2 separate regions of the Mus musculus genome follow, and region 1 is linked to region 2. Evidence: chromatin contacts called from public HiChIP or PLAC-seq data. All regions are on one chromosome and are shown on one strand. The core of a region is the stretch at or near the end of the contact, and the rest is flanking DNA. Distances in the headings are between cores, read along the strand shown.

Region 1 (4,956 bases), core at 1,538-4,037, 340 kb before region 2:
TGTTTGAGATGGTGGCCTGGAATTCACCAAGACGGCCAGGCTGAATGGCTGGAAAGTCCCAGGGATTGATCTTCCTTGAGCAGGATTATGAACAGGTGTCTTCTTAAAACTATATTTACTTATGCTTATGGGTGCTTTGTCTACATGTCTGTCTGTGTGGCACATGGGTGCTTGGTGTCCTCGGAGGCCAGAAGAGGTCATTAGATCCCCTGGGAGTAGAGTTGTAGATGGTTGTGGGCTGCCATGAAGGTTCTGAGAATCAAATCTGGAAAAACGGCCAGTGCTCTTATCTGCTGAGCCATTTATCCAGAGTGCCCCTCACACCCCAGTTCTGATTTTCAGAGACAATTTCTCTATGTAGCTCTGGCTGTCCTGGAACTCACTCTGTAGACCAGGCTGGCCGTGAATTCAGAGTTCGGCTTGCCTCCTATGTGCTGGGATCAAAGGCGTTCACTACCACGCCCAGGTCTCTCCGCCACACCCCTGCTTTCAAAAGTGAGTTCTGTAGATGAGATGCAGGCCCTTGTGCTGGCAGGACTGGCCCTTTTTCCAACTGAGCTATAGGTCCACACTGCAGATAGAACCTTAACACTTACTGAGCACCCACTATGAGTCAGAGGCAGCAGACTTCATTTAAACACCTTCTACCTTCAAGTGACTCTTTGCATTTTCTCTTCTCTTTTTTTCCACTCTCCTGAAAGCCGGAAAGGAAACACTACAGGGGTGAGACACGGAAGGAGAGGCTTTGGGAGCCAGAGAATGGAGCCCACAGGTTTCTGTTAGACCTTCAGTCTGAGTAAGAAACAAACAAAATGAAATGAAACCAAAAGATTCCCGAATACCCACTGCATTTTCCTATGTATTTGCAAACAGACACTCGACTCTTATACCCAGGAAACATGAACATCACCCAAGAGCATGCCTCACTCAGCACAGCCCAGGGTCCTTGTTCACCTAGAGGACGACACAAGATTGGGAGTTCAAATCCCACCGCAGTTACCCATTAACGATGTGACTTTGGGTGAGTCACTAAACCTCTCTGGGCTGTTGATTTTTTTTTTCTCCACTACTGAAATGAAATGATGAAATGATATAAAAGTATAAATGATGTCATCGTGAGAGCAGCTCTGTAAGGCGGATGCCATCACCACTTTACAGATTGAAAGAGGAGAAAACAGGTGTGAAGAAGCCAAAGGCCTCACGGGAGCAGGAGGGAGAAGTCCGAGATTCATTGCAGCTCCTGCAAACACTTGGCTACCTGTCTCCACTGCCCATGGTACAAATGCCTCTATTCCCCTGCCCCGCCGCCCTTTCTTGCGCTCTCAGAGGCACAGAGAGCTTCCCTTAAAGGGCCTATCCCTGATAACTGGGCATTAACGTAGTGGAACCCCTGTAGCAGGTTCTCTGTCTGCCAGCAATGCAAATGACATCAAAGCACCTCTAAGTATGTCGGCAAATGGGTGGGTGACAGCACAGGGCCCGACACTAGGACGTACCACACTGAACATATCTGCGCGGTATGACTGTCAGATCAACCCTGCCTTTCCAGCTCCCTGCACCGAGGCTTCTGACACATGAGCCCGTCTGCACTGGCAGAGTCAGTTCTGTTGGGTGGAGTCAGTTCCGTTGGGTGGAGTCAGTTCCGTTGGGTGGGTGCTGTATGTGGTCCGACGCCTTAGGACTGGCTTAACCCACACTCAGTGCTTGTTCTCTGACCCTAGTCTGTACCAGGGCCAAGTAAAAGACAGAAACTTTCAGGAAAGCAGTATGAAATTGTCTGTCTATTTGGGGGTAGGGGAGGGTGTGTGTGTGTGTGTGTGTGTGACAAGGTGATCTAGAATGGAGCTCAGCTGTAGACTGCTTCCCCCAAAATAAATGTGTGTTGGTGCACAAGGCCCTAGGTTAGACCCCAGTACTGTAGACACTAGGCATGCTGGCACCTTTGCTACATCTGGCGTTTGAGGGAAGCTAGGATACATGGCATCTTGTCTCAAAAGAACGAAAAACCATTTTTTTTAAATGTCTGAAAAAAAATTCCTTCTTGCAAATATCAAGAGCTCCCACCACCGGGAACCGGAAGTCCACCTGTGCTTGCTGCCTGCCGCTGTGGTCAACAATGCTGGCTTATGTTTCTGCTGCTATGATGTTCCAACCTCACCTCGGGCCCAGAAATACAGAACCAAGGGACATACACTTGGAACTCCGTGGGATCGTAAGCTACACAGCGATTTCCTGCCTAAAAGTAAAAAAAGCACCTGAGAGGCAAGGACAGGAGGGGAGATGAGTGACAGAGAAGAGACAGGAAGCTGGGAGGCGGGACACTCACTGGAAGCAGGTTGTCTGCAGCCAAATTAGTTTCCCCTATCTTCACAGTCTTGTCCATCTGTTGGCTGTGGTAATTAAGTACCTGTGCTAATTGGTTTCAACATTGTATCACACGGGGTAAGGCTTTTCCCCGTGAATCTGTACCTGCTTTGGTATTTGATAATAGAACTAGGAGATGGAAACTTACTACACTAACCAGATATTATCCAGCACTGAGGTTAGTCAGGACCTGGATCCTGAGAGAATAAGAAACACGGTCACTGTTCCAAGGAAAGGGCCCACTAGGAATCTGTTTCTGTAGCAGTATGGCCTCAAGGCACCAAATTTATCCCTCTGATGGCTTCCTGACACTTGAGACCAAGTCTCTTAAAAAAAAAAAAATCCTTTGCCACGGCTCCCTCTTCTCCCAGAAGGGGGCGCTAGAGAGCTACAAGTATCCTTCTGTTCCAGTCAGCCACACCCTGTTAGCACAAGCAGCTTGTTCCAGTCCTAGCCATTCAGTGTAGCTCTAGCTGTCCTGGAACTAGCTTGGTAGACCAGGCTGGCCTCGAACTCAAGAGATCTGCCTGCCTCTGCCTCCCGAGTTCTGGACCATCACCGCCTGGTATATCCTCTGAAAGCTTCTAAATTGAGATACTTCCAGTTTCTGTGCCCTTTGAACTCAAGGACATTCGCCGTGTTAGTTGGTCTGCTCTACCGTCCAGCTGTTGTTCTATTGATGTCTTATAATAACTTAGCTGTTAAAACAGTTAATATAGCTTCTATTTCTACACTTGATCTTAGCCCAAAGGCCGAGGAGCCATTATAGTTCCTATTTCTAAATAGTACTCACATTGCTTTTAAAAAATATTTTCGGGCTGGAAAGATGGCTCCGCTGGGCTCACAACCAAAAATAAAGAGAAGCATGTTTAAAAGTTTTTATCTTATTTTTAATTATGTGTGAGGGGCTATGTGCACACGACTGCAGTGAAGGTGGAAGAGGAAGTGGGAGTTAAAGGCCCCTGTGAGCCACCAGGCACGTGTGCTGTGTCTTCTGCAGAGAGAGTATGATTCTAACTCCTGAGCGGTCTCGCCAGCCCCTTCTGCTTTAAGATAAGAGTCTGGGTACGTAACCTGGGCAGGTCTAAAGACTCCTCCCACCACTTCCTCCTGAGTGCTAGGGCTCGTGTGTGGACCACCACACTCTCTGCTTGCTGGAGCAGTTACTAGAGAGTGATTCTGAAACTCGTTGTCCTTGACTTAGAGTCCATCTGTGCCCATATTTGGTAAACTGGGGAATTACAATCCACTGCACTAGGTCTGTTTTCTTCAACACTTTCCTTTGTATAATTTATATTGTGCACCTAAGTGCCAGGCTCTGGGCACAGAGATACAATTGTGTGCCCTAACAAACCCATCCCAACCAGAGATCTTTTTGCGTGAACCGAATGGGAAGGCACAGGTTAGTTGGCTAGCACACGGCAAGGCATGTTGTCACCAGCCTCCTTTTTGAGCTGCGACAGCGGATCAAAGAGTTTTGAAGAAAAGACTGGGTATCTTTGGGAAACGAGGCAGGTGTCACCCGCGGCGAGCTGCTGACTTGGTCAGTATGGCGTCAGGAACTCATGCGTGCTGTGCCCCTGCGTCCTCTTCAGAGTGCAGAGGCAGTGACCTTGCAACAGCCTGCATTCATTCAGTGAGAAGCAGGGCAAGCTGCTCTGGAGGCGAAGCCCCAAGGAGAAGAGGGCCATGATGCTGGGCACCAGGTGCTGAAGAGATGACCTGACCGGAGCTGCCGTACAGGTCTGGACCTGGCTGCAGAGCGGCCGTGTGAGGTGCGAGGGAGACTTCCAGCACTGGTTACTGCAGAGACTGGTGAAGGGCTGGGGGTGTGGCACACTGGTGGACTGCTTGTCTGGTGCTGTGGCTTGAATGTGCAATGTCCCCATAAGTTCTGCATTCCACCACTTGGTCCACACACAGTGGCCCTGTCTGGGGAGCTGCAGAAGGTTTAGTAGGCGGAGGAAGCAGACCACTGGGGTCTTACACTCTGGCCCCATTTCCTGTTGACTGCATTTCGCAGATGCAATGTGACCAGATGCCACTCAGGCCTGCCCCGTGCCTTCCTCATCTCGCTGGACTATATTCCCTGGCTCTGTGAACAAAATAAAACCTCCCTTCTTTAAGTTCCTTTCTTTAAAAGTTGTTTTTTTTTGTGGGTATGAATATGTGGATGTATATGTTCAAGTAGGTACATGTATGTGCAGGTGTGTGAGAGCTTTAGGGATCTGTCTACACACACACACACACACACACACACACACACACACACACACACACACACACACCTCTGCTAAAGCTGCAGACACACGACACCTGGCTTTTAGGTGGGAGCTGGGATCCAACCCAGGCTCTTACACATGTGTGGTAGGTACTGTACTGACTGGGCCATCTCACCAGCCCTTAAGTTGCTTCTTGGTAGGTATTTCTGACACAGCAGTGAGGGAGGTGACAGACGCATGTAGCTAGCAGATATAGAACCCTGGGTTCGATCCCCCCCACACTACCTAAAATGGGCATGATGGCACACACCTGTACCCAGCCCCTGGGAGGGAGGGGCCGAAGAACAGACTCTCAAGATTAGTCTTTAAC
Region 2 (5,521 bases), core at 956-3,455:
TTGGAAGCTATGTTTGTGTCCTTCCTATGTATTCAGGTAATATTTAATTCATCCTCACATCTCTGACAGGGCTGAAGACTAGCTATAGTCTCATAATCAAACTGAAGTTGTTTAGCACTGAGGAAGATGGTCTAGATTTGAAAAGGAAGGTTTCAGATGGTAATGCAAGTGAAAATCAAAACAATTCAGATATAAAATTGTAAACTCTTTTAAGTTAGGATAGATGTTAGAATAGTGTACCTAAAACTGGCAAAATTGATTGCCTGGACATTATTAGTATATATTATACCTTATAGTATACCTGTTACTATGTTCAATGTATATCCGAGAGAAAGGCCTTTTAATGGATGAAAAGGGGGACAGTAGATTTGATCTAATGCTTGTATTATTACCTATGTTCCCAAAAGTCCACAAAAATCTGCATGTAAAACGTTGAGGGTCCCTGACCTAGTTGTTTTTAATTGGTAAATAAAATGGCCAGCGGCCAATGGCTGGGCAGGGAGACAGAGATGGGACTTTAGGATTTGAGGGCAGAGACAGAGAGAGGACTGAGAACCGCAGTGTCGGGAAAGGAGAGAGACCAGGCCTGAGGGTGCAGGAGGGAGAGCACAGCAATCATGGAAGAGCCTGGAAGAGCAGCCCCAGCCCCTGCCCCCATTAGTCTAGGACAGCAAAAATGGAATATAGATTTTATTAAGTAACAGCCCAGGAGTATTGGAGGGGAGGTGCAAGCCACGTGGAAGTTTGGGAATGGCCCAGCCATTGAGCTCTTTAAGGCATATTAATATAGAAGGCTGTGTGTGTGTGTCTCTTAGTGTCTTACACGGCTTCTGCTGGGGTGATTTGAGCAGGACTTATTGGTTACAGCAGTCTATATCACTAATTTTATTTGTTTGATTTTTCAAGACAGGGTTTCTCTGTGTAGCCCTGGCTATCCTGGAACTCATTCTGTCGACCAGGGTAGCCTCAAACCCATAGAGCTCTGCCTATCTCTGCCTCCCAAGTGCTTGAACTAAAGTCATACACCCTCACCGCCTGACAGTACTGTAATTTTAAAGCTAGGAGTACTTTGTATAATCTACTATAGTAACTGCAAAGCACATAACTCTATTCAAATCTGAGGTGCTTTTGTGGTTTATTTTCTTTGAGATTTCTAGGAAGTTTAGATGAATCAGGACACAAAAAACAATAAAAACATTTAATGGTCCACAAAATAAACAATTAAAAAATAATTGTAAAATAATGTTTTTGGAAAGAGAAAAGGTAGGTATCTTGTTGAGTGCTGCCCAGTGGAACCATCACTCATATTTTGTTTCTGGAAGGACAATGTGTAGGGACACTTAAACCTGCCTGCTGCCCTGTACTAGAGCGCTCAGATTTGCATCCTTGCGTTGCCCCATCATCTATGAAATAACATGTCCACACACAATAACACCACAGGGAGGAAGACTGCAGCTGCTCAGAATGGTTATACTCTATTACACGGGTTATTTCCTAACACTCTAGTCTGTCTCTTTCTTTTTTTTGCTCCACTGTTCATGTAAACGTTGGCCAGTATCAGTGTTAGGTCTCGGGCAGTACAACAACCAGTGCATATACCCAGAGCCCACGGTGGGCTACAGAAGGCTTGCTGACAGCTGTGTAAGCCAGCACTCCTTAGGAGCTGGTGAACCTGGTTCCTATTGCCAGGAGGGGTCATTTCCCTTACCTAAATAACAAAGCCCACGCCTGACCTCCATGCTCCCTCCATCCCCATGTTAGACATTAAAGCGAGCACCCTTAGATCCCCACTCTCTTCACACCCCTCTGGCTGGTCTCCCCGCAATTCCCTCGCTCGCTATGCTGTCTCTCTTGCTTCCCTAGCTCTGGCCATATTCAGCATGCTCCCCCAACAATAAAAACCTTTCCCTTAGCCGGACTATGGCGTGGCTTCTTTACTAATCCCTTTGCATACAATCAGGAAAACGACTGGAAGGAGGGGCCAGCATCTGCATTTGAATCCTGAGCTCTAGCTGTACCATTTTAAGAAAGGAACTATTAAAATTCAATTTTATGAAAATAAGATTCAGAGAAGCTATCAATTTGCTTGAAGTCACAAGTTAGTAGGTGGCTGATCCAGCCTGGTCCAGTTTGTCCTCTAATAGCAGACAGAGCAACAGTAGCATCTGAGCAGGCGGTGGGGTAGACAGAGCAGGGACAGAAACACAGGCTGCCTGCAAGAGCCGTGCCCACCGTCACAGCCCTAACGGCTCTGTGTACGCACACAGGTCCTGAGACTGTCTCATGTGATTAATGGACTGTCATTTCCCAACATTTCCAAGGTCCTTCTGCTTGTCAGCTGTTAGACGCCACTATTTTTTTTCTCTGCTGGGTAAGTCACATGGTAATACAACACATGGTAATAATAAAACACACTCTGAGGATCATAAGCACTGCACAGTCTGTCCTTGATGGCAAATGAGGAAAACTTTAAGTTCTAGATCTGCCATGATATCAAGACAACTGCAAAAGGAGGACTGAGTTAATAAGCAAGTAGCCCACACTGCAGCCAACTCTAAAGCCAGATTCCCACTCCATCTCTGTGAGGTGGTGCACCTCCACAGTCCTAGGATGCAGGAGGCTGAGGCCGGCCTGGGCCACATAAGAAGTTCCTGTCTCAAAACAAACCATCCAAACAAACAAAATATAGGTTCTGTAAGGTTAAATCATATTTCCTATGCCCTATTTATTAAATAAGCTTTGGGGCCTGTTTATTTCTGTCAAGAGGTTACAAACTGAAGCATGATTTAAAGTTAGGCAGTGAGATGGCTCAGTGGTTATAGACCTGCGTGCCATGAACTTGTGTCCCAGCACTGGAAGCCATGCAGAGCTGTCCTCTCGCCTCCAATGTGCACTGTGCACATGCACTCACACACAAATCCTGCACGTGATAGTCAAACAACTTACAGCCTACCATGGTTAAGTTAAAAAATCCTCATAGTGAAATAGTTTTTCCTTTTTTCTTTGTATGTGTGTGTGCATATGTTCCATGTGAATGCACATATACACACGGAGGCCAGATGACAACCTCACATTTCTTCACCAGTCTGGAACTCACCAAATAGGCTAGGCTGGTGGGCAGTGAATCCCAGTGACCTGCCAGTTTCTGCACGCACAGGGCAGGAATTACAATCCAGCACCACCACGCCTAGCTTCTTATGCTTAAACCAAGGTTCTGGGCTCTACCCAAGGCCCTCAAGTTCGCAGGACGAGCACTTTCCAGCTGAGTTGGAATATCTTTTTTTTTTTTAAATCTTTTTTAATATACTACAGACATTAAGTTGATAAATTAATTAAAAGATGCAAACAATGATTTGTAACTTGTTTTCAAAAGAAAGAAAATATTTTTAAATTAAGTTCTGCAAGTATCTCAGATTGCTTGTAGACCAGTTTATAAGTGGACTGGTTTTAGGGTATGGTATAAAACATATGGAGCAGTAATAAACAAATCTCTCTTCTCAAACACTAAGTCTTTGCTCATACAAGTCCAACATTCTTATTTTCTTTTCTGAGATAGTCTCATTATGTAGACCTGCTTGGCCTTGATCTTGTGACCAATGTTCTTGCCGCTGCCTCCAGACTGCTAAGAGCACAGGTCTGCGCTGCCAGGATAAGCAAACTGAAAACTCCGAATGCGAATGTCCGAAATGCTTAACAATCTAGAACTTTATAAGCTTGTGTGATAGGTGGGTCAAAACACAAGTGTACTAAACACACTGTATAACCTTATCTCTGTGCTCTGAGTGTAAGAAACGGACGAATCAGTGTTTCTACTTCAATTTGGCCCTAAGATCTCTTATAATGAAAATATAAATATTCGAAATGCCAGAAACCTGAAAGCTGAAACACTTCTGGTGCTAAGCATTTTAAGTAAAGCATAGTCAATCTGTGTAAAATAAGTAAAATAATTTTCAGCCCCACACTACATGTGTGTTTAGAAGAACTAATTCTTTATTTATGCACGTGAGTGAATTGTTTTATCAAGACTATCAAAGGATTTGTGCCACCATGCTAATTCATCACGTCATTTGCTAATTCTGAATAATTTCCTAGCACACATGCTAAGTTACTCCATTTTGAACATTTACTGAGTATTTATACGCCAGACACCAGCCTCAGTTCTTTACACACATTCGCTTTGCTGCTGCTTCTTCCTTCCCTCCCTGTGTGCTGTATATATATATGGGGGCCAGCTAGTGTCTGCCTTGTCCCTTGAAACAGGGTCTGTCATGTAAGCTGGAGCTAGGCTATAAGTCAGTGAATCCCAGTGATCCTCCTGTCTACTCCCCAGCGCTGGGTTACAGGCATGCATGTCCATGCCCAGCGTTTTATGGGGGTGCTGGTAATTCAAACTCAGTCTTCATGCTTGCACACTAAACACTCTTACTTACTGAGCCATGTCCTCAGCCCTGCATTAGCTTCTTTTAATCCTGTGAAGTAGAAACTACTATTATCCTTACTTTACAGGTGAGAAGACTGAAACAGAAGGTTAGAGTAACCTGTTCAAGGCCACACTCGTGTCCAAGTGAGTAAGTGAAATTCAGGTAAGGAGTCTGATGTCTGATGCAGTCTGTGTCTGTAGCCACCACGGCCTATTACCTCCCTACTCTTCATTCCCATCCCGTGTGAGAGTGAAGCTAGGCATCAGATACGCTGGCAGGTAACCCGCACTGAGCTGCAGCTGCCCTTTCAGCTAGACTTCTCGGTGGCGGTGTGCTTGGTTTGTTTTCCTTTTCTTCTTGGCTCTTTGCTGAGTGCCCCAGCTGGCCTGGAACTACAGATGAGTGCTACCATGCCTGGCACCTGTACCTCTTGAGGACAAAGGGACACATCTTCCAGATAGTCTTGGTGCCTAGGCCCTTTCTTTAGTGTGAGCAGAGTTCCTACCTTACAGTAACCATGCAGATTATCTATAGAATTTAATTTTCATCTTTTAAAGATGACCTTTTACCTTCAGAATATGGAAATCCATTTCAGCTAACTGTCTTAAATGCAAAATATTACCACATTACATTACTTACTAAGCTCAAGGACAGCCAGGGTTAAACAGAGAAACCTGTGTCAAACATTAAATAAACTCTTAATACTAGTTAGAGGGAGAGAAATGCTGAACTCAAATGTAAGGAAGAGATAGGCAACTGTGTTCTCCAGTTAGGTAATCACAATTTTATTTTTAAAAGAGATTGATTTAATTATGTATATGTGTGTGCCCAGAGAGGGCAATGGATTCCCTGGACCTGGAGTTATAGGTGGTTGACAACAGCTCAATATCAGACTGGCAATGACAATCAGGTCCCTGAAGGAGCAGCATTCCTTACTTCTGAGCCATCTCTCGAGGTCTCTCACTCCTTTTTACTGAGATATGGTCTCCAGTAGCCCATGGTGGTCTCAAATTTATTGTGTAGCTGGGGATGACCCTGAATACCGATTCTTCTGCCCCCGTATGCCAAGACATGGGATCCCAGGTGTGTGCCACCATACC

What was found. HiChIP or PLAC-seq counts read pairs in DNA pulled down with a chosen protein or histone mark.
Region 1: an H3K27ac HiChIP or PLAC-seq map of embryonic stem cells shows a contact between it and region 2, with 4 times the contacts expected there. The contact joins two enhancer-like sites. A contact is called at or near these places in 3 of 484 Hi-C or Micro-C datasets (cerebral cortex, liver and nephron progenitors) and 3 of 115 datasets of contacts at active chromatin or transcription factors (effector CD8 T cells and embryonic stem cells).

What each region holds. Positions count from the first base shown.
Region 1 is chr17:83,806,017-83,810,972 of GRCm38.p6, reverse strand. All of the region lies in intron 16 of Mta3 (metastasis associated 3), which reads right to left. Among named protein-coding and RNA genes, the nearest start is that of Gm41637, 18 kb to the left of the region's middle. Within about 2 kb of position 2,787, at least 76 of the 459 cell types and tissues checked have an H3K27ac peak or open chromatin away from gene starts, as enhancers often do. A contact at or near this core is called in embryonic stem cells, where this site is marked.
Region 2 is chr17:83,463,800-83,469,320 of GRCm38.p6, reverse strand. All of the region lies in intron 19 of Eml4 (echinoderm microtubule associated protein like 4), which reads right to left. Gm46594 (a long non-coding RNA gene) reads left to right here. Exons shown (of 3, transcript XR_003952356.1): 1 at 1-4,583. Among named protein-coding and RNA genes, the nearest start is that of Gm46594, 6.5 kb to the left of the region's middle. Within about 2 kb of position 2,205, at least 5 of the 459 cell types and tissues checked have an H3K27ac peak or open chromatin away from gene starts, as enhancers often do. A contact at or near this core is called in embryonic stem cells, where this site is marked.